Linked DNA regions of Mus musculus: regions 1, 2, 4, 5, 6 and 7 are each linked to region 3. The links are chromatin contacts, called in public promoter capture Hi-C maps. All regions are on one chromosome and are shown on one strand. The core of a region is the stretch at or near the end of the contact, and the rest is flanking DNA. Distances in the headings are between cores, read along the strand shown.

The links. Promoter capture Hi-C pulls out the DNA fragments that hold promoters and counts their contacts.
Region 1: a promoter capture Hi-C map of embryonic stem cells shows a contact between it and region 3, with 8 times the contacts expected there. The contact joins the promoter of Vps28 here to the promoter of Eif3l in region 3. A contact is called at or near these places in 3 of 39 promoter capture datasets (embryonic stem cells, hippocampal neurons and liver).
Region 2: a promoter capture Hi-C map of liver shows a contact between it and region 3, with 5 times the contacts expected there. The contact joins the promoter of Mroh1 here to the promoter of Eif3l in region 3. A contact is called at or near these places in 2 of 39 promoter capture datasets (liver and pre-B cells).
Region 4: a contact with region 3 is called in a promoter capture Hi-C map of pre-B cells, with 4 times the contacts expected there. The contact joins the promoter of L3mbtl2 here to the promoter of Eif3l in region 3. A contact is called at or near these places in 2 of 39 promoter capture datasets (liver and pre-B cells) and 1 of 9 other capture datasets (liver).
Region 5: a promoter capture Hi-C map of pre-B cells shows a contact between it and region 3, with 4 times the contacts expected there. The contact joins the promoter of Csdc2 here to the promoter of Eif3l in region 3. A contact is called at or near these places in 2 of 39 promoter capture datasets (hippocampal neurons and pre-B cells).
Region 6: a promoter capture Hi-C map of pre-B cells shows a contact between it and region 3, with 3 times the contacts expected there. The contact joins the promoter of Aco2 here to the promoter of Eif3l in region 3. A contact is called at or near these places in 2 of 39 promoter capture datasets (cranial neural crest and pre-B cells).
Region 7: a promoter capture Hi-C map of cranial neural crest shows a contact between it and region 3. The contact joins the promoter of Dgat1 here to the promoter of Eif3l in region 3.

What each region holds. Positions count from the first base shown.
Region 1 is chr15:76,624,782-76,627,481 of GRCm38.p6, reverse strand. It overlaps Vps28 (vacuolar protein sorting 28), which reads left to right and starts at 1,398. Exons shown (of 10, transcript NM_025842.4): 1 at 1,398-1,493; 2 at 2,277-2,348. The coding sequence starts at 2,312. It overlaps Tonsl (tonsoku-like, DNA repair protein), which reads left to right. Exons shown (of 26, transcript NM_183091.3): 26 at 1,000-1,245. The coding sequence ends at 1,181.
Region 2 is chr15:76,379,112-76,381,843 of GRCm38.p6, reverse strand. Mroh1 (maestro heat-like repeat family member 1) reads right to left here and starts at 1,331. Exons shown (of 44, transcript NM_175457.4): 1 at 1,268-1,331.
Region 3 is chr15:79,073,779-79,076,478 of GRCm38.p6, reverse strand. It overlaps Eif3l (eukaryotic translation initiation factor 3, subunit L), which reads right to left and starts at 1,256. Exons shown (of 13, transcript NM_145139.2): 1 at 1,187-1,256; 2 at 660-708. The coding sequence starts at 1,219.
Region 4 is chr15:81,662,569-81,665,268 of GRCm38.p6, reverse strand. It overlaps L3mbtl2 (L3MBTL2 polycomb repressive complex 1 subunit), which reads right to left and starts at 1,380. Exons shown (of 17, transcript NM_145993.5): 1 at 1,245-1,380. The coding sequence starts at 1,268.
Region 5 is chr15:81,935,422-81,938,121 of GRCm38.p6, reverse strand. It overlaps Csdc2 (cold shock domain containing C2, RNA binding), which reads right to left and starts at 1,363. Exons shown (of 4, transcript NM_145473.3): 1 at 1,135-1,363.
Region 6 is chr15:81,871,213-81,874,000 of GRCm38.p6, reverse strand. Aco2 (aconitase 2, mitochondrial) reads right to left here and starts at 1,538. Exons shown (of 18, transcript NM_080633.2): 1 at 1,453-1,538. The coding sequence starts at 1,488. Phf5a (PHD finger protein 5A) reads left to right here and starts at 2,109. Exons shown (of 4, transcript NM_026737.3): 1 at 2,109-2,188. The coding sequence starts at 2,137.
Region 7 is chr15:76,510,721-76,513,420 of GRCm38.p6, reverse strand. It overlaps Dgat1 (diacylglycerol O-acyltransferase 1), which reads left to right and starts at 1,427. Exons shown (of 17, transcript NM_010046.3): 1 at 1,427-1,866. The coding sequence starts at 1,640.

The DNA of each region.
Region 1 (2,700 bases), core at 149-2,648, 2.4 Mb after region 3:
AGTTCACCATAAAAACTCAACAGTGACCAGAGAGAACATATATCCAAACTTTGTAAGAGAACATATATCAAAACTTCTTTGGGGGCCACTGACTGACTGGCCTGGCAAACATTTTCCAACTCCACCTTTATAGACAGACCTCTGAAACAATGCACATTGCTTCTTTAAAGTGACATTTTTCAGATACACATGCACACCCCCTCACAGCCTAGGCAGCTCCTCGGGTATTCTTAAAATGATCATGAAGATTTGAACCTCCTTTTGGAGTGGCAAATTGTTTGTTGTTTTTTGAGACAGGGTGTCTCTGTGTAGTCCTGGCTGTTCTGGAGCTCTGTAAAGTTTCCTCTCTACCTGGAGAGGACTGAGATTAAAGGCGGATGCCACCAGGGCAGGCATGATTTGGACCTTTTGTTTTTGCGGGGTTTTCTGGGTCAGGAGGGTAGCAAATCATTGTTACTTGCAGAAAACCTTATTTCCTCATTCCTGTCCACCAGTCAGTGATCCAAGTTCCGCTTAAGGGGTGCTTGCTCTCTCAACCTGCCCCCCTCCCTCCTTCCTTGCCTTATCTACTAATAAGCTAGCTTGTCCCGTTACACCAACGCACTCTCCACCTTATAAGTGTGCCTGATGGCCTGGCCTGCCACTGCCTTGCCCAGCTGAGATTTGAGGGTGGCAGCCTTTCCCCCTGGAGGATAAAAACTGAGCACAGGGGAGTCCCTGGGTTTTTCCTGTATCTCACCCCCTCTTCCCAACACAATGGTATTTCTGGCAGCTGTGCGCTTCATCCAGTTCCCTGACAACCTTGAGCCTACTGGGATCTCTGACTTGATCAAGGCCTGGCATTCACTAGCCTCCAGAGATCCGAGGGCCCACAGTATACAGATATATTGAGTCCTTTTTATGATGGGACAAGCCAAAATGTAGGCTCCGAGGTACAACATAAGCACTATGCCTCCTGTGGGTGTGTAAGTTAAACCTACCTCCTCCTCACCCCCACAGGCTGCTCTATTCAAGGGCCGCTGAACTCTGACCTCTGGGACAAGATCTTCGTGCAGTTGCAGGAGTTGCAACTGTGCACCAAAGACCTGAGCACCAAAGACCGAGACTCGGTGTGTCAGAGACTGCCAGAGGGTGCGTGCACAATGGACCAAAGTTCCAAGCTCTTCTTTAAATGCCTCTGATCCTAGTCCTGCCGTTTCCTCCAGAAGAAAAAGAAAAACCTTAATAAACTATGCTGCTATCTCATTTGTGTCAGCTCTCTGCGAAAAGGGTGGGCGATGTGAGCTGTAAAAGCCTTGACAGGCGGAGCTACTCCAGAGCGCAAGCTCAGGCAAAAAAAGCCGAGTGCCGATCAATGGATTTGGCTTGCTATGTGCGTAGGCTCAAGGTTAGAGGATGAGTGCCGAGCTGCCGATCGGGTTTCCCGGCAGGCGCAGGCGGAAAAAGCGAGCACCGAGCTTCTGTCGCCATCTCCGGGACTCCAAACGCCCCAGGTACACAGCGGCGGTGGCCGGGTCCCCTCTTCATAGGAACCCTTTGGTCTAGGTGTCCCGGTCCCGTCTCCTCTGGGGCTCAGCGGCCCTTGCCGCGCGGCCAGTGTCTCAGTAGGTGATGGGCGCTGTCAAGTGGCATTGCTGGTCCACAGTTCAGGTTCCCCTGTCTGTGAGGGTACCCACCTTTCTTCTGCGACTCCGCCGGCTATTCCTAGCTCCTGCGACCTCGGTAGCTCTCGCTGCTCCTCAAGCCACTCCATCTCAGTTTGACCATCTTCCTTGAACATTTGTTTTCACCCCATTTCAAATCCTGAGGCGTGTCTGGGCTGGCTTCCTTATTAGACAGGACCTATCCTGGGCCTTGCCTCCGCCACTTTGCCGCATCAACCAATAAGCTTGCCCTTATTCATTTCTCCAGTATCTCCCACAGATTAGGGTAAAACCTACCTCCACACTTTCCCTCACACACAGAAAGCCCCGGACACCTAGTCTCAGTTCATTTCCACTGAAAGATGTTGCAACAATGCCCTTCCCCTGTGCCCAAGATGCTGCCCCAGTTCTAACAGCTACTCTTCCCTACCCTAACCCAGCTAACAGGCAGGACTCCCATGGCACTCGATGTTCATCCTCAAAGCCTGACATGACATTCCCCCATGACAGTCCTTTAGCATCCTGTGCCGTTCCTGTAGAGAGCAGGAAAGCTGTTCACAACGCTCTGATCTCCAGAGCCCAGTTCTTAAGGTGTAAGGGGACCCTTGAGTTAGTGTTGGCTCTGCTTTCCAGGTCTCTTGTGCTGTATAGCTGCCTGGGCCTGCAGGATGTTCCACGGGATCCCAGCTACTCCTGGTGTTGGAGGTGAGTGTAGGCTAAACTGGGAGGAAGGGGAGGAGCCAAGGCTTTCCCTGTTGCAGGGGCTGTTGGGAAAGGACCACACTGCTACGTCCATCCCGTAGTCATTAGGCCCTGGGTAATGACTAGGGCCAGAATTATTTCTGGTGGGAATCTGAGGGCCCCTGCAATACCCTGCTGGGGAGCGAGAATATACTCCAATGTGGTCAGAACCTCTGGCATCCTGAGCAACTCTGGGTCTCCAACTGCATGTGTGAAGCATCTGACAGGCTTTTATTTGTACCAAGTTGTGGTTCTGTGTACAAACTACAGTCATGTTGGCGGGGGAAGAGAGCTAAACCTAGCAATCTGTATGTAG
Region 2 (2,732 bases), core at 82-2,581, 2.7 Mb after region 3:
ATTCCTCATTCGAGCCACACATCTCAGCCTAAGGCCTAAGAGTAGAGCCTGCTGGCAGAAGCATCTCCCCGGCCTGCAGGTGCAGAGACTGCACAGCCAGCCAAGTCATAAACACAGGCTCCACAGGAATATCCCACAACCAGTGGTTTGCATAGGATCTCTGCTCTGGTGCCCCATCAACCCTGTGTCTGCTGGGGGTCTCCATCTAGATGACCATGGCCAACCAAGTCTAACAGAGCAGCTAAGACTTAACCCTTCACCTTCACCCCTGCCCTGCTCCACCTACCTACTTCCTGAATTTTTTTAATTTTACCATTTAATTAACTAGGTCGCAGGCTGTTCCTCCATTTCTACTACCATCCCCTTCCTTCCAAAGAGTTTCCTGCCTCCAACCAAGACTAGCCCCTCAAAGTTAGCCTCTGCCTTAACAGTAACTCCAGCTCACAGCCCCAGGTCTCCAGATGCCGCCCTCTATCCCTCTCCCGCAGGTCCTTATGCTTACTCACTGCACTTGAGTTTACGGTTCCATCCATTACCTTGAGCTCTGTACAGGGTAGAGCAGAGTCTTGCTGCATAACTGCACTGACTTGGTTGGAAAATTGGAATCCCAAACCTGGAGTGTCAGCCCTGGCTCCACCTCACCTAGCTCTCACCTTGCCTGAATTCTATACTCTGAGAGTTTTGTGGCCTTCTCCCTGGGGCCAGCAATCCTCGTGACTCTGGACAAATCACTTTCCTGCTCTACACCGCCTCCTTTAATCCGCAACGAGAATACAGAAAGACGAGTGGCTGCGGTGCGGTGAGCACTCGCTTTGCAAGTCCCTGAATTAAGGCTCAGTTTTATGAAAGAGACAGAAATGCCGGTAGCCCAGTTGCGGAGGTCAAAGACCTGAACACGTAGCCCCTACCCCGCAAAGGACCAGGGTCTTGAGTCACCGAGTTCCCGGAAGGGACTAGGACATGGATCACGCGACCCACGAGACAGCAGGGACAGGGACCAGGGACCACGCGCCGATGTCTGACAAGTCAGAATTGAATCGCAAGCTCCGAGATCCCTTCCAGGTGTAAGATGCGAAGCCGGGCCCGCTGGGCACACCTGAGATCTCCCAGCACCTCCTGGCACCGGCCCGCTGACCTTGGGGAGGCGCCCCTTGACACAGCTTCTCTTGCTGCTGGCAGATGGGGAGGCCCCTAGGCTCTCTGGTCCAAGTTCCTCAAAGGGTGCCTGGCCCCCACCACCAAAGATGAGCCTTAACAAGCCGTTTACCTGAGGAGCCGCCGCCGCCGCCACGGCCCGGGCGCCGCCCTCTATGCCCCAAGCGTCTCAGAGTAGGCGGAGCAGCGCCCCAAGCCCATCCCCGCAGCCCTCTGGCCAACTGCGGCCTGGCGCGCGGCAATTTGGCCCCGCCTCCGTGCGATCTCCACACTCATTGGTCAGAGTTCTGTCCCTCACGTTAACTCCGCCCACTCTCCGCTCCATGGAGCGCCTAGGTACACCTACTTCTTCCTGTTCTCTGCTGGGTACCCCAGCGGTCCGGTGACCATTTCACAAGACAAGTGTGAGTACTGCTGCTGCGCCAGACGCCGTCTGCGCAAGCGCTGTTCTCGAGAGTATTCGGACTCGGCCTCCAACTGCAGAAAACTCCACCAGGCGGGACCGGTGGCGCACTCCTTTAATCCCAGCACTGGAGAGGCAGAGGCAGGTGGATCCTTATGAATTCGAGGCCATCCTGGTCTACATAGTGAGTTCTAGGACAGTCTGGGATAAAAAGTGAGACCCTATCTCGGGAAGAAAACAAAAATAAAAAAAACAAAACAAAACAACAACCCAGCTGTCACGGACACACACAAGGTATTGTCATTGTTGTACATTGGTCACACACTAAACGCCTAAAACTACCCCAAACCCCTAAATGTACACATGGCCATGCCCAACAGAGGTACATGTCCAACCTATCAACAAGACATTGGGAATCAAGATGATCATGTCCTAGCTACCTGGGCTGCTTGCTACCTACCACTGTTATTCCAGCTCCAGGAGCAGCTAAAGCCTCTAAGGCTGGAAAGAGGTGACTAAAAAAGTAAAAGTAAGCCATACTACAGGATAAACTTTGGGTTTGGTGCCAAGAAAGCAAGGTTAGATAAGAGAGTTGGGGACGATCATGCCAGGAAGACTTGGCACCTGCAAAGAACCAGAGGTTGCAATCACCCAGATGTGTGTAAACAAGAGAAAGTTGTGGGTAGAGTTCTGAAAGCAAAAGAACCAAGAACCTGTCAAAGGGGAAGCAGCTACCATGTATCTAGGCTGACAGCATCGTTGGATGTGGAAATTAAGCTGCTGCGGTTGAACCAGGTCAGAGGCAAACACACAGCCAATATTCTTTTTCCACGATGAGAAGGACTTGGATGAGTTCTACTGAGAGGATAGAGCCCAAGAGAGAAAAAGACAGGACAGGACTCTCTGAGTAAGAGAGTGAAGCATTTGGGGCTGGCAAAATGGCTCAGTGGTTAAGAGCGCCAACTGCTCTTTCGAAGGTCCAGAGTTCAGATCCCAGCAACCACACGGTGGCTCACAACCATCCATAACGAAATCTGATGCCCTCTTCTAGAGTGTCTGAAGACAGCTACAGTGTACTTACATATAATAAATAGATAAATCTAAAAGAAAAAAAAAAAGAGAGTGAAGCACTTTGTGGATGGGGTCATGGCCTAGGAAAATGCTAGAAAACAGA
Region 3 (2,700 bases), core at 7-2,506:
CAAATGATGCATAGTACGCTATTTTCTTTCACCTTTAAAGACACATTAACATGCTTACTTTGTAAAACTACTCTACTGTAAGGGCCAATAAAATACATGCTGTGAGCATCGCAAGCCACTTGGTACTTACTTAATCTCAAAGTGACTAGAACATTTCGGTAAACTTCAAAAGCCTCCCCAAAGTATTTCACTTAGACTTGGTTTGAATCAAGGAAGATTTTCACACCAAGATTTCCTTCTTTGGGGCTGGAGTGTGTGGTTTAATCTCATCTCCGGCACCCAAACAACAAAGCCACAAAGCTTTTTGACCTTGGCCAGACAGCTCAGGGAGGAGGGCTGTGGGTGTGGTTCAGAGACCGTCCACAAGCATGGGGCTCTGGGTTCCACCCCAGTATAACAAATAAAATCTGCCCCAAGTAAGAAAAACCTAGCCGGGTCAGTGATGGTCCTCTTCTGACGTGGGCAGGTAGACCACAAAAAAGGCCTGGTTTAATTAGACTCTTCACAACCCTACCAATCAGACCTAATGGCCGACTCCACCACTCCATTAGGACGCAGTTTTTAACAGGTCCCTGTTGGGAGTCAACGCTGAGATGGTCAAAGAAAAAAGTGCCAATCCTTGGAAGGCAAGAGACAGCCGGGCAAACTGAGAGCCTCACCTGTGTGCATATCATAGTCGCCCGGGTAGGCGTAGGGATCATAAGCAGCCTGCAAGGAAAGAGACAAAGTTAGGGAGACACGCCAAATGGGGACTCCAAAAATGCTCGTCCTCGGGCCTCCATGTCAAGCAGGAGGCAAAACATACTACTCAGATAAGACTGACAGTCGCTACCTCGGAGGGCTTCACATGTGTGAGAGAAAAGGGACCCCGGGCAAGCACAAAACACGCTTACAGGTGCAACAAGACAAGAAAAACACAGTAATAGCCCCGTCTGAAGCAGACGCCATGAGAGCCAAGAACTCAGCATTAAACACCCTTCAGCCCGCCTCCGACTGACTGCGACTACACGCGGGGACATACGGCCGGCAGAGGAGGGACCCGGGGAGGAGACCCGGGGCCGGGAGGGCCGGAATGATCGAGGTCCGCTTGTTCCGGCCCGATCTGGACGCCGCCTCACCTCGGGGACAGATCCCACCGAACCGGGTGCCCACCGCGGACCCCGCCACGCGCTCACCGCTTCATTACCTCAGACTCGTAGTCATCAGCGGGGTAAGACATGGCTACGGCGCTCCAGAAGCCCGTGGGAGAGAGCGGAAGAAGAACTCCGCGCCTGCTTGGCCGGACCGGAAGTCCCGCCCAGCCCAACCTGCCCGAAAGCCTTTCCGGGGTCGCCGGGGAAGCGAAGTAGCTCTGATTGGAAGGACGGAGTTCCTAAACTATCAGAGTTCCTTCCTCCCTGCAAAACGGGCTTTTCAAAGGACATTATTGTGGAGTATGGTGTGCACGCAGAAGTAGGGGCGGGCAAGCGATAAAGGGGAAGAATGCCTAGACCCTGTTGACTCACATCTGCCATCTCAAGGATGGCGGAGGCAGGAGACTGCAACAAATTCGAGGATAACCAAAGTTAGTTATTTCCAGGCCAATCTGATTATAAAGCGGGGTCTCCAAAACAACAACAACAAAAATAAAGAGAAATCAGAAGAAAACGGTACAGAGACGATGACAAGTGACCTGCTAAGATGTAGCGTTCCTGACCTTAGATTTAGGTGTAAACGGTTTTGCCTGCAGCGAGAAATTTCTCCCCCACACCACCACCACCAAAAAAAAAAAAAAAAAAAAAAAAAAAATCAACCTGAGAACACTCAGGATGACCAAACTGGTGAAGGCCCTTGACACCAAGCCTAACGACCTGAGTTCGATGTGGGAGACCCACATGGTGGAAGGCGAGAACCAATCCCTGAACAGCTGATTTGCCTTACCTTTTGGGCACCTGCATCCTTGTCTCCGGGTCACAACAATCTCTGCTTATTACAGCCAGGTACACAACTCTGGGCTTCGGCACTCATGCTTACCTCTGACCAGACTTTAGTACAAATGACCCCGGTATCACTGCCTGGCTCTCTGTTGAAGACAGGAGTTTGCTGGACGAGTGTTGCTAATCAACGCCCTCTACTCAAAGCGTCCTATTTAGAACTGCCATTCTCCCCCCTGGCTCCTTAAGCCCTAGACTCCTTAAAGTCGTTCCTTTTGTTTGCCTGTCTGGTTGCTTTGGTTTATTTAAGCAAGAAAGAATTAGGGTTTAATAAAGACCTTACTTTTAAGATTATTTATTCCTCTGTATGAGTGAATTATGCACACAGGGCATCAATCCTCTGGAGTTACAGCTGATTTTTCAAAAATCAGCCAGCTGTACCCCTGGCTGTCCTGGAACTCAGTCTGTAGACCAGACTGCCCTTGAACTCAAGAGATCCACCTGCCTCTGCCCCCTGCTTACTGGGATTAAAGGCTTGCATAGCTACCTCCCTGCTCATTTGGTTTTAGACAGGATCTTTCTATTATGTAATTCTGGGTGTCCTAGGGTCTATTATGTAGACCAGGATGACCTCAAACTCAGAGATCCACCTGCCTCTGCCTCCTGAGTGTTGGGATCAGAGGTGTGTACTACCACACCCATACCCCTCACCCCACACCCACACCCCAAGATGTTTTGCCATAGGTTAAGCACTAGCATTAGGGGATAGATGTACTCAGAACAATGT
Region 4 (2,700 bases), core at 131-2,630, 2.6 Mb before region 3:
GCCAGGGATCAGAGATCTACACAATAATGTGGAAATATCCTAAGCACCTCAAAAAATTTTTACTGGGCTAGAAGGCATTTGAAACTCTTTCTTCCCTCTTCTGTATATGTACATCCAAATGATCTCAACTCAGAAACAAATTTAAGACTGCCAGGCCCTCTTGCTGCTGCCTAGACCACTGCTCCTTGCAATGTATCCAATAAACCTGTTTTCTTCCTTAAAGGAAAACAGGGAAAAGAAAAAAAGACTGAGAAAATTGAGACCCAGGCTATCCCAAGGAGGCTTTGAGTCAGATGACTAATTGTATGGTGGTATGGACCACAGCCGTGAGTTGAGCTCTGATTGAAATCAGCTACTGATCCTGGGGCAAGTCACTTAAGGTCTGTGGGACAATTTTCTCATCCACGACAGCTGTTGGCTCACAGAATGTGAGGTAGCGATGAAATGCTACATAAAAACGTACCTAGCTTGTAATAGGAAAAAACGTGCCTAGCTTGTTGGGCAAGACAGAGGTAAAGAGAATGACGCTTTGGGCCAAGGTTCAAATACGATCTCTAGTGCTTCCTAGCTGTACGATGCACAGCGAGTCAAATGCACTGCCTCGGTTTCCACCAAATAAAGACAACACCACTATTTAATAATATTTTGGGAAGGGATGATAAACGTAAAACACTCAACAGTGCTCAATAAAGCTTAGCAATTATTACCGCTAGGAAACGGCAAGAGACTTCAAATGCAAGGTGCGGTGGGTCACCGGCTGCGGTACCACGGAAAAAGCGTAACGCAGTTTTGGAAACTGACGTACTTGGTGACAACCTCTTGCACTTTGCAGCTGTGTCGACCCAGAGGGCTGTTTTAATCCCTCCCTAAAGAAGATGGCTGTGAGCGTACGGGGAGACCAGCACGTGAACGCTCCCAGCGTGGAGTAGGAATCAACTCCGATCTTCCTCCCTTCACTTCCCGCGTGGAAGGGACAGGCCGCACGATCCTAAAGCTCAGAACCATGAAACCAAGACAAAGTTCAGAGCCCAGTTTCCCTGCCCCTGGCTAGGGAGGCGTTGCCATCCTTCCTTCGTCACCAGACCAAAAGGAACCTCGGGGGCCTCTGGCCGAGGCTAAGCTCCGTACCTCAGTTTACCAATCCTGCAACTGTCCACCACTAAGACATCGCTAAAACGGCGCGTCCGCCGAGCGAGGCGTTTGGGGCTCCCCTTCCCGCTTGGGCTGAGCCCTTTCCCTCTTACCTCAGTGCCCCGCGGTTTCTCCATGATACCAAATTCAATTCCCTCAACCGTCACCAGGTGCAGGAAGCCATATTGCCCTCGCCGCTCTCCGAGAGTGTGCTCATTGGCTGCTGCGCCCGAGCTGCGGGCCAATCATGCCGCAGGAAATAGGAAGCCGGTTCCGCGCTCGCCCGCGCCCCGCCTCCATTAAGGAGGGGCTGGGTAGCCGTGAGGATTAGGGGAGTTGTAGTTTTCTCCTGGGTGCACGAAAAGGGTCGTTGCCTTAGTAATGCGAAATCTCCTGAAGGGTACTTCTAGGGTTTTGTTGTTGTTTTTTCAGAGACAGGGTTTCTCTGTATAGTCCTGGCTGTCCTAGAACTCACTCTGTAGACCAGGCTGGCCTCGAACTCAGAAATCCGCCTGCCTCTGCCTCCCAAGTGCTGGGATTAAAGGCATGCGCCACCACGCCCGGCGGGTTTTTTTGTTTTTTGTTTTTGTCCTTTCTTAGTCAAATTTCAAACCATCTGAGCACAAGGGATTGGACGTGCCAGCCCCCCCCCCACACACACAAAAATTCGCACTCTCCCCAGGGGCCCCAGACAAAAATTCACACTCTCCCCAGGTAGGAAGTAAAGGTGCTCTTGGACAGGAATGCCTAGCAGAAATGCCTAATCCCTCTTTCAATTCAGACAGGAACAGGAATATTCTTAAACTCTATGTCCGTCTGCTCGCTGGGGCTTATGAGATGGTTTAGTAGGTGAAGGATCTTGTTCCATGAGCCTTTCTACCTGAGTTCAAATCTCTGAGCCACAACATAAACCTGGAAGTCAAAAAGCTACTCACAAAGTTGTCCTGACCTTTGTGTCACGCACATAAAACAAACACACAAGCTAAATAAATAAATGGGGAAAAAAAAGCCTTGGACTGGAGAAATGGTTCAGTGGTTACTGGCCACTTTTCCAGAGGTACCAGGTTTGATTCCCAGAACCCAGAACAACTCACAAAATTCTATAAACCCAGTTATAGTGGATCCTACTTTCTCTTCTGGCCTCTGATGACGCCAAGCACTAACATGGTCCATACATATGCATTCAGCAAAACCCCCATATCCACAAATAAATTATACGGATAGATGTTATAACCTTAAATCTAGGAGAGATGACTCAGCCTGTAAGTGAGTACAGCCAGAGCATGGAAAGCTGAGTTTTGCCCCCCAGTGCATGACAGAGCATGCCTGTGATCCCAGCACTAGGTAAGCAGACACAGAAGGATTCCCATGGCCTGCTGACCAGCCAGCAGCGATACAGTGGATAGCAAGAGATTGAAGAAGACACCTGAAGTCAACGCTTTTGCCAACTGGAGTATACATGTGGATTGAGTCCCCTATAGAACTACTCCTTCCCATCCTGGGTTCTCAGGAATTGTATGGCCTTACAAGCATCTAAAGTTCAGACAGGTCTGGATTAGTTTACTTATC
Region 5 (2,700 bases), core at 114-2,613, 2.9 Mb before region 3:
ACACCCAGAACCTGGGCATTCATGTCCAGAGACCTCTGGGATGGAGTTGAATTTGGGAAAGAGCTCCCCCCAACCCCCACTCCCACCCTCCATCCCCACCTCCTCACTCCCATCCTTCCCAGGGAAAGGCCCTGACTGGATGGCATCTAAGCGAGCCAGTGCCAGGCTGTCGGAGAAGAGGGTGCCCACCTCCTACCAGGCACACTTCCTTCTCCCCTCCCCCAGCCCCAGCGGATGCAGCAGTTCACACTCTGGATTTATTATTGTTCTCAGTCCCGCTCTCCCTCCTCCCTGGGAAGCGCCTGCAGCCTGGCAGCCTGGCAGCCTGGCAGGAACCTGCTGTCTCCTTGTGGGTGCCAGCATGGTCCCTTATCTCCATTCAGTCTCCTTGTGCCAGGGTCAGACCACTTAGGGGCTTGATGCCAGCCAAGGCCAACCTGAGTCCTTGCATCCTACAGCAAGCAAGGGGTGTCCAGCAGCTGGTCTATCACCCCCTGTCCTACAGTGGGTTGCACCTAAGCAGAGGAGGAGGTCAGAGCTAGCCCAGCATGCGGGGGAGAGCAAAGACCCAGTGGGGTGGCATAAAGGCAAAAATAACACAGAGCCATCCCTCCAGCCAGTTGACACAATTATCTCTGCCACACTAGGGAAAAATAGAGTGAGGGAAGACAGCTGCTCTGGGTCCCTCTGCCTGCCCCAGGCGGTTCCTCCCCTCTGCTCTGGCCTCAAAACAGATTCCAGGGACAAAATCCAGCGGTGCTCCGGACTGGCCTTTTAGGGTCTGGAAGGAGTCCCGGCTTTCCCTCACCTAGTTCCCAGACCGGAGGCTGCGGCTTGGCAGGTAGCTGCTGTTACCTGCATCTCAACCCAGACGCGAGTCCCAGACACAGACATTCACACACATTCAGATGCGCGGGAGCCACTCCGCCTCAGCTCTTCTGGAGGGTCAAGGAGAGAGAAGGGAAGGGCGGTGGGCTCTACATCTCCCCCCGCATCCTCTAAGCAGAGCTGGGCTGGCTGATGTAGCGCTGCGACCTTTCCAACCTCAATCCACACATCCTTTCTTGGTACCATCAGCCCTCGGCCCCTGCCTCTGCCACAGTTTCCATCACCGGCTTCCTTCAGGTCCCTTACCTCGCCGTGGCAGCTGGGTCCAGGCACTGTCTCCTGTAGTGGGCAGCACCCGATCTCTCTGGACTGTGGAGCTGGCTCGCAGGGGTCACGTCTGGATAATGCACTCTCCGTGGCGTGTGTGTGTGTGTGTGTGTGTGTGTGTGTGTGTGGTGTGCAGGAGGCACCTCGGGCCCCTCACTCACTCACTCACTCACTCACACACGCCCTCCTGCTGACGTCAGGATGTGCTGGAGGGAGGGACTGGGATGGGAATTTGTACTCCTAGCTTAAAGGGACACTAAGCCATCTCTTCTCTGGCCCAGACACCACCTTGTGAGCCAGGCCAAGTGCTGGGTGAGTGGCTAAGCTGCGTCACTTTGAGCGTTACTGCTTCTTGTTTTGGAAAGTGGCTTTTATTGCTGGGCCAAGGTATAATTTGCTCTACCAGGTCAGGGTAGCTGCTGGGGAGTAAGAGGCAGGAAGAGCTAGAGACAGTGTGCATTCTTGGTGAGCGGGGTGCCAGGGAGTGTTTATGGTCAACGGGAGGGCCTGCAGGGTGGGAGGATGTATTCTGGAGAAAGGAGGCCAGAGAACAGAGGAGACCCTCTGGGAACAAGCCAGGTTCCTAGGGACTCCCAGACATTCCATTCCCTCTGCAGTCTGCAGCTGTGCTGAGCTCTGTCCCCTCAGATCATCTGAGATCTCCATTTGAAGAATGTGCTCAAATCTCTTTGGCACACATTAGGTCTTTGGGAGGGGCTGTGGAATCCAGGGGAAGAGAACTATAAAAGAATAATGAGTGTCTTTCTGTGTATGTTTCTTTCTTACACACACACACACACACACACACACACACACACACACACTCGCACACACATATACAGGGGGCAGTGGTGTCTGTGTGTCTGTGTGTCTGTGTGTACTTGTGGTTTAGGAGGCTTTTAGAAGTAAGGACTGACTCAGCAGATTCAGTCCAAGCAGTTTAGGTCTCTTCAGACAGTAAGACCTCAGCACACTCCCGCCCCCCAAAAAGCCGGGCAGTGGTGACACATGCCTTTAATCCCAGCACTAGGAGGCAGAGGCAGGCAGATTTCTGAGTTCGAGGCCAGCCTGGTCTACAGAGTGAGTTCCAGGACAGCCAGGGCTACACAGAGAAACCCTGTCTCGGAAAAACAAAAACAAAACAAAACAAAAAAGACCTCAGGCAAATCCCTAGGACCCCAGTGCTCCCCAAGAGGACAGTGCTCCCCAAGAGGACAGTGCTCCCCAAGAGGACAGTGCTCCCCAAGAGGACAGGTAAGGCTCAACCGTCTATGAGCTCAGGGCCAGGCTCCAGGAAACCTCTTCAAAGGGCTTCTCTGCCACCCCCCTGTCCCTCCTCAACCTCATCTTAGAGAGACATCTTCCCCAGGTGTCACTTTAGTACTACTGAGTCATGAGGAGGTGCCCTTTGTGCTGGCACAGACCTATAGGTCCCAGCCCTCAAGAGGATGAAACAAATAGATTTCAAGTTTGAGTCTACCTGGCTACCTAGAGAGGCAGTGTCTCAACAAACAAACAAACAAACAAACAGGAAAACAGACATGA
Region 6 (2,788 bases), core at 289-2,788, 2.8 Mb before region 3:
ATAGCCCAGATCTCTTTCTACACCATTCTAACACTCACTTTCTAAGGTCCAAATGTGACATAATTCTTTTCTTACAAACTCAAAGGTCATGTATCCTATTAAATAGTCTTTGCCTGACTCCACTAAATCATAGGACAGTGGGGTCAGGACAGAACTCATCGTACTGTCTAAAGAATCAAAAGAACCAGAGATAATTTAGCTGCAAATCCCTTTCATTGGCCAAAAGTTAAATGATTTGTTCAGATAAATGAGTTTGATTTTGCAGTTTGATTTTAAGTAATTTGATAAAGAAAACTTCAAATGATAATGCCTCCTGGGAGTAAGGCACATAATTTTTAAAAATTATTAATTCTATGTTCCAAGTTGATCCAAAACAAATTCACAAAAGTAATCATGAAAGGTTGCCAGAAAATGTCTACAGTTATTTTATGGATTTCTTTTTATGAACAAAATACATTCTTTACAGTAAACATTATACGTTTCTAGGGCTGTAAGGTTAGTAGTGGGAAACCATCTGACAGGCATAGTCAATTTTCTAGACGTCTCATAACAGTCAAGGTCAAACTGTTCACTCTTCTCATCTTTCCACCTAGTATCTGGAAAGCAACTATCGGTGACTTCAAAATATTTGATTCTGTATTCTGACAAATACAAACGATCACACCCTGATTCAGAAAGTTCTGTGATATTAGCTGCCATGAACAACAAGAAGAGAGGGTCTGCAGGGTCACTGCTCAGGCTATGATCCTTTAGTGACACCATGAAAGCCACTACTTTGTCTATATCTTCCAGTTTTTCCACCTACCAAGTTGGGGGAAAAATTATCTCACATCTATGTCGTCAGATAAAACATCTGTAACATTAGTAAACAGCCTTGACATCTGCTGCAAAGGTGAGAAAGCACTCTTATCGTGACTATTTATTATGGTGGGGCCCAGAATAGTCCTTCTTGTGTCTATGACCCCGAGTCTCCTCAAAGGGTAGTAGTGGATATAGCTTCTGCAAACTCCATGCCCGGCAACCACGGATAAATGAGGCGACGAGTCTCTGCTACTGGTGGGAAGTGAAGGCTTCAAGCACCCGGCTTTAGAGGAACCCACAACCACCGCGCCCCCCAATCACCTTGTCATCACCTTGAGGAACAGAAAACCACCCTGGGGGAGCATGGATTCCACCCTCAGAAAAAAAGGAGTGCCTCCACCCTGGACCAGGCTGCCGCTGCTTAAACCCAAGCTTGCCGGCGGGCGGGGATGGGAACTGCGAACAGCCTGTGCCAGGGACGCCTTGACCTAGGACAACGCAGGAACCCACAAGGGCGCTGGGCCTGCAACCGCGACAGGTGCACGGAACGTCAGCCGCGAATCGAGCCCGCCTCGCCTGGCCTCGCCTACAGCCGCGGGCAAGGCAGGAGGCTCCCCGCCCCCGTAAACCCACGTCTCTGGGCTCGCTTACCTGCAGCCGGGTGACCAGGAGGCTGTAAGGCGCCATTTTGTGCACTGACAAAGATGAGGTCGCATGAAAGTGACGTGACAAATGGCGCCCTTAAAAAAGCATCGAAGGGGGCGGGGCTTACAGAGAGACGAGTCAACCGCGAGGGTGGGGCCTCCTCCCGCAGCCAAGAGTGCAGATAGCACAGTGGGCGGGGCTTACATGACGGAAACCCGGCGTGGAAAGCAAAGATGCGGGGAAACTGCCAACTCGGCGTTCGGCGCAACCTTGTCACCTTTGCCCTTGGGTGTGGAAGCTGGAGGGGAGGCAGGAGTTCAAGGTCATCCAGGAAAGAGAATATCCCCAAATCAACATACTTGGCGGAAGCATGCAAGAAGCCCTGGCGTCAATCCCCAACACAGAATGCAACATATGTAGAATTTTTACCCAAGAACAAACTTCAGTTTATGAGTTCAAATCTGGAAGTAAAGAGAATTTTATTCAAAAACCTTTGGTGCACCTGCAAGGACCTAGCGAGGAAACTCTCGCGAGATCTAGCCGGTTTTGGTGCCCCCCCCCACCCCCCGAGGCTAAAGGCTGACGGACAGCTTAATGGCCAATCACGGAGGAACGGAAGTAAGCACGCCGTAGGTTAAAGGTCGGGCGGAAGTTCCCTAAGCTTCCGGCCGCCGGCTTGGAAAAAGAGTTATGGCTAAACATCATCCAGATTTGATTTTCTGCCGCAAGCAGGCTGGTGTGGGTGAGTTGGGGACGTGCTCCCTTTTGGTTGAGTGGGATGGGATTAGAAAGTGGGGGACTAGGGACTTCAGCCTCCTCTTTAGGGCTCTGGTTTGCCGTGTCCACGTTTCGCGCCTTACGGTGCCTGGGTATTCTAGCAGCGCTCACCGGCTTGTGGCATCTTAGAAGAGGGCAGCAGCGCGCATCCGGGAGTCTAAGGCTGGCGGGATCCTCTGTGCCAGGTCTGGAGAAGCCGGTCTAGAATACTTTGAATTTTGGGGGGTTCCAGACATTTTTTTTATTTTTGACATGGCCTTTGGTGTAAAGCAAAATTTAGGGTCGTGGGCCGGGAACTCTTGTCTGTAATCCCAGCACCTGGGAGGCAGAAGGCTGGAAGATTGCTGCGAGTTCGAGCCTGGCTAGAGCTTAAAAGCTAACTCAAGCTACACAGTGGGATTCTATCACAAAAAAGTAGGGGGTGGGGGACAGTGGAGAGGGAGGAAAGGAGAATGTGACCACGATCCTGTACGGTTGACTGTAATCATTGCTACCTTCGCCATCCTCTATACTCAGTTTGACGAAAAACTTTGCTTGCTACCTCACAACCTTAATTTTAACGATG
Region 7 (2,700 bases), core at 178-2,677, 2.6 Mb after region 3:
TCTGGTCTCTTCACTCCCATGGCCTCTTGGAGGCTGACAGCTGTAAGGCTGAATGTCAATGAATAGCTGTCTCCAAGGAGGACTTTCATTCTCTTGGATGGTGTGGATTCATCTCTGGCTTTAGTGGCAGCCTAGGCCTCAACCTTCCACTTTTAGTTTTTGGTTTCAAACTGGAAGCTGGTGTAGCCAACGTGCTAGCCCAGGAGAATGTGGAAGCCTCGTATTCACTTAACAGAGGAAGGAGCGGGAAAGGCATGGCAGAGCTCACACGACTTACCTTCACTTCAGGCTCCCAAAGAGACTTTTTCTTTCACTCTGCCTCCTTTTGGGGTCACTATTCACAAAGACCTAGCCCTTGCCTTGCCAAGGACCAGATGAAAGACTGGGCCAGCAACAAAGGAATGCTCGGAGACACTGACCAGGTTGGCTCTGATCCACAAAAGTCCAAGCCTGGGTTCGCTTTTCTCTGCATATGTACAAAGACACCACCGGCAGGGCAGCCCAGATTGCTCATCATGAGATGTGTCGTGAAGAAAGTGTGACCTGAGGGAAGGAGTCAGTGGATACTACAGAAGTGGAGGGAGCTTAATAGGAAGACTAGTAGCATCCTGTAGGAGAGGCTACCAACCTTGTCCTATAGAGGTGCTTCTTAGGCCTGCTATTCCCCAGAAGAGAAAGCCACTATTCTCCTTGGTCCTTTATAGTGTTTCTGAAGGAAATTAGGTGCTTCCTCAGGTCTAGAATGTATGCACGGCGGTGTCTAAATCAGGCACGTTGCTTGTCGGGCCCTCGACAGCACTGTGGGGCGGTAGAGGAAGAGGCCATGGTGACTGGTGAGTTGCTTCTTTTAACTAACTGGGCAGTTGCACACATTTGCTGTAATGCGAAGCTGGGTATTTCTCCAGTTTGATCCTTTGACAGGCTATGTGCTCCAAGGTACATTTAAACTGGTTCCTGCCTAGCAGCTAGGGATCTTTCGGAGAACGATGCTGCCAGAGCAGATAAGTCTGTCGGTTGTGCGCTCAAAAATGGATTTGGAACCGCAAGACGTCAGCGCAGTTTCATAAATGACCTACACTCAAACCGCTGCTGGGGATGACGAAAGGATGTTTTTACATAAGTGGGACAAGAGGCAAGCAAGAGGTCAGAGGAAGTGCGTAGCTGCCAGGGAGCCAGGAGCCGGGGCAGTTCTCCTCCCGCTTGCTCCTCGCAGTGAGACAGCACCTCGGACCTCTTCCACCGAAGTTCACAGCCAAGCTGCACACTAGTTGCTTCTGCCAGCCTGTGACTGCAATTCCCAGAGTGCTATACGTCACCAGCTCCCGGTGCCTTCAACTCCCAGGAGGCTCCGCGCTCTGCTCCCGCGACTCCCAGCGTGCTCCGCGTCTTCGATTAGGCTCCGCCTCCGCTCGGCCTCGGACTACAAATGGACTCTCCAGTTGACGCCACAGCCAGTCAGCTGCTCCGCAGCATCGCAGCCTCAGCGTCGCAGAGGTAGTCGTGCGCTGCGCCGGCTACGGAGGCCGGCAGGGGGCGGCGGCGGAGGCCGTTGCTCAGGGTCCAGAGGCGGGGCCGCGGGCTCCAAGCGCTGAGAGCCGGCGGAGCACGACTGGGCCGCGACGAGGTGCGGGCCGAAGCCATGGGCGACCGCGGAGGCGCGGGAAGCTCTCGGCGTCGGAGGACCGGCTCGCGGGTTTCCGTCCAGGGTGGTAGTGGGCCCAAGGTAGAAGAGGACGAGGTGCGAGACGCGGCTGTGAGCCCCGACTTGGGCGCCGGGGGTGACGCGCCGGCTCCGGCTCCGGCTCCAGCCCATACCCGGGACAAAGACGGGCGGACCAGCGTGGGCGACGGCTACTGGGATCTGAGGTAGCGGAGTGCCTGATCCCCTTACATCTGACCTCTCCAGTGACGCTCCTAGTTCTTAAAAGTTGGCCACAGCTTTGCGAGTTACGCGGCCGGGGCTCCCCTGGGGCTGTACTGGGACACGGGCTTTGGGGAGAGGGTCACTTGCCAAGGTCACCCAGGTGTGGTCGTGTAGCCGACCAGGGAGTCTGGGTAGAGGAGTGGGCAGCAGCCCCCTTTCCATATTGCTTAGGAAAGTAAGCACACCTTGAGGCAGAGTCCCTTGAGGTCCTTTCTGAGGAGTGGGTAGCAGGAAATGTGAGCCCCGGGGGGGTGGGGGGTGGAGATGAATGGGCTTTCTTCAGTGGAAGGAGGCTGATGTTTTCCAGGGAGGGTTATGATGAAGAGTTACCTTTGCAAAAACTACGAGGGGTGTCCTGTGGGTAGAGAAGGCTGCTAGAGGCTCCAGAGGACACACGCCTGTTTGAGGCGATGGGTATGGGCGTTTGCTCGGGGCAGAGGACAGTACAGGAAGCTTTCTAGTACTAACAGGCTGCATGGCTTATTCACCCCTCTTCCAGCAAGTAGGAGGGCCTGAAGGAAGCCCAGCTTATGTTACCAGAATGACTTCGGGCTATAGGGGCAGAGCTGACTACTAAGTGAGACTTTCATCCCGTGGTTGGAGTACCGGAGAGAGGTTTGGTATGAACACACCTATGGGAGAGGCCCTGCTTAGCTGAAGAAATGGAGACTGTCTCCTACAAAGCCGGCCCTGAGACTCTTTTTGGTGATCATCATGGGACCCTTTAGTAGCTCTGGGTTAGGAAGTACCTGAGGGGCTTGGAGGAAGTGGCTATC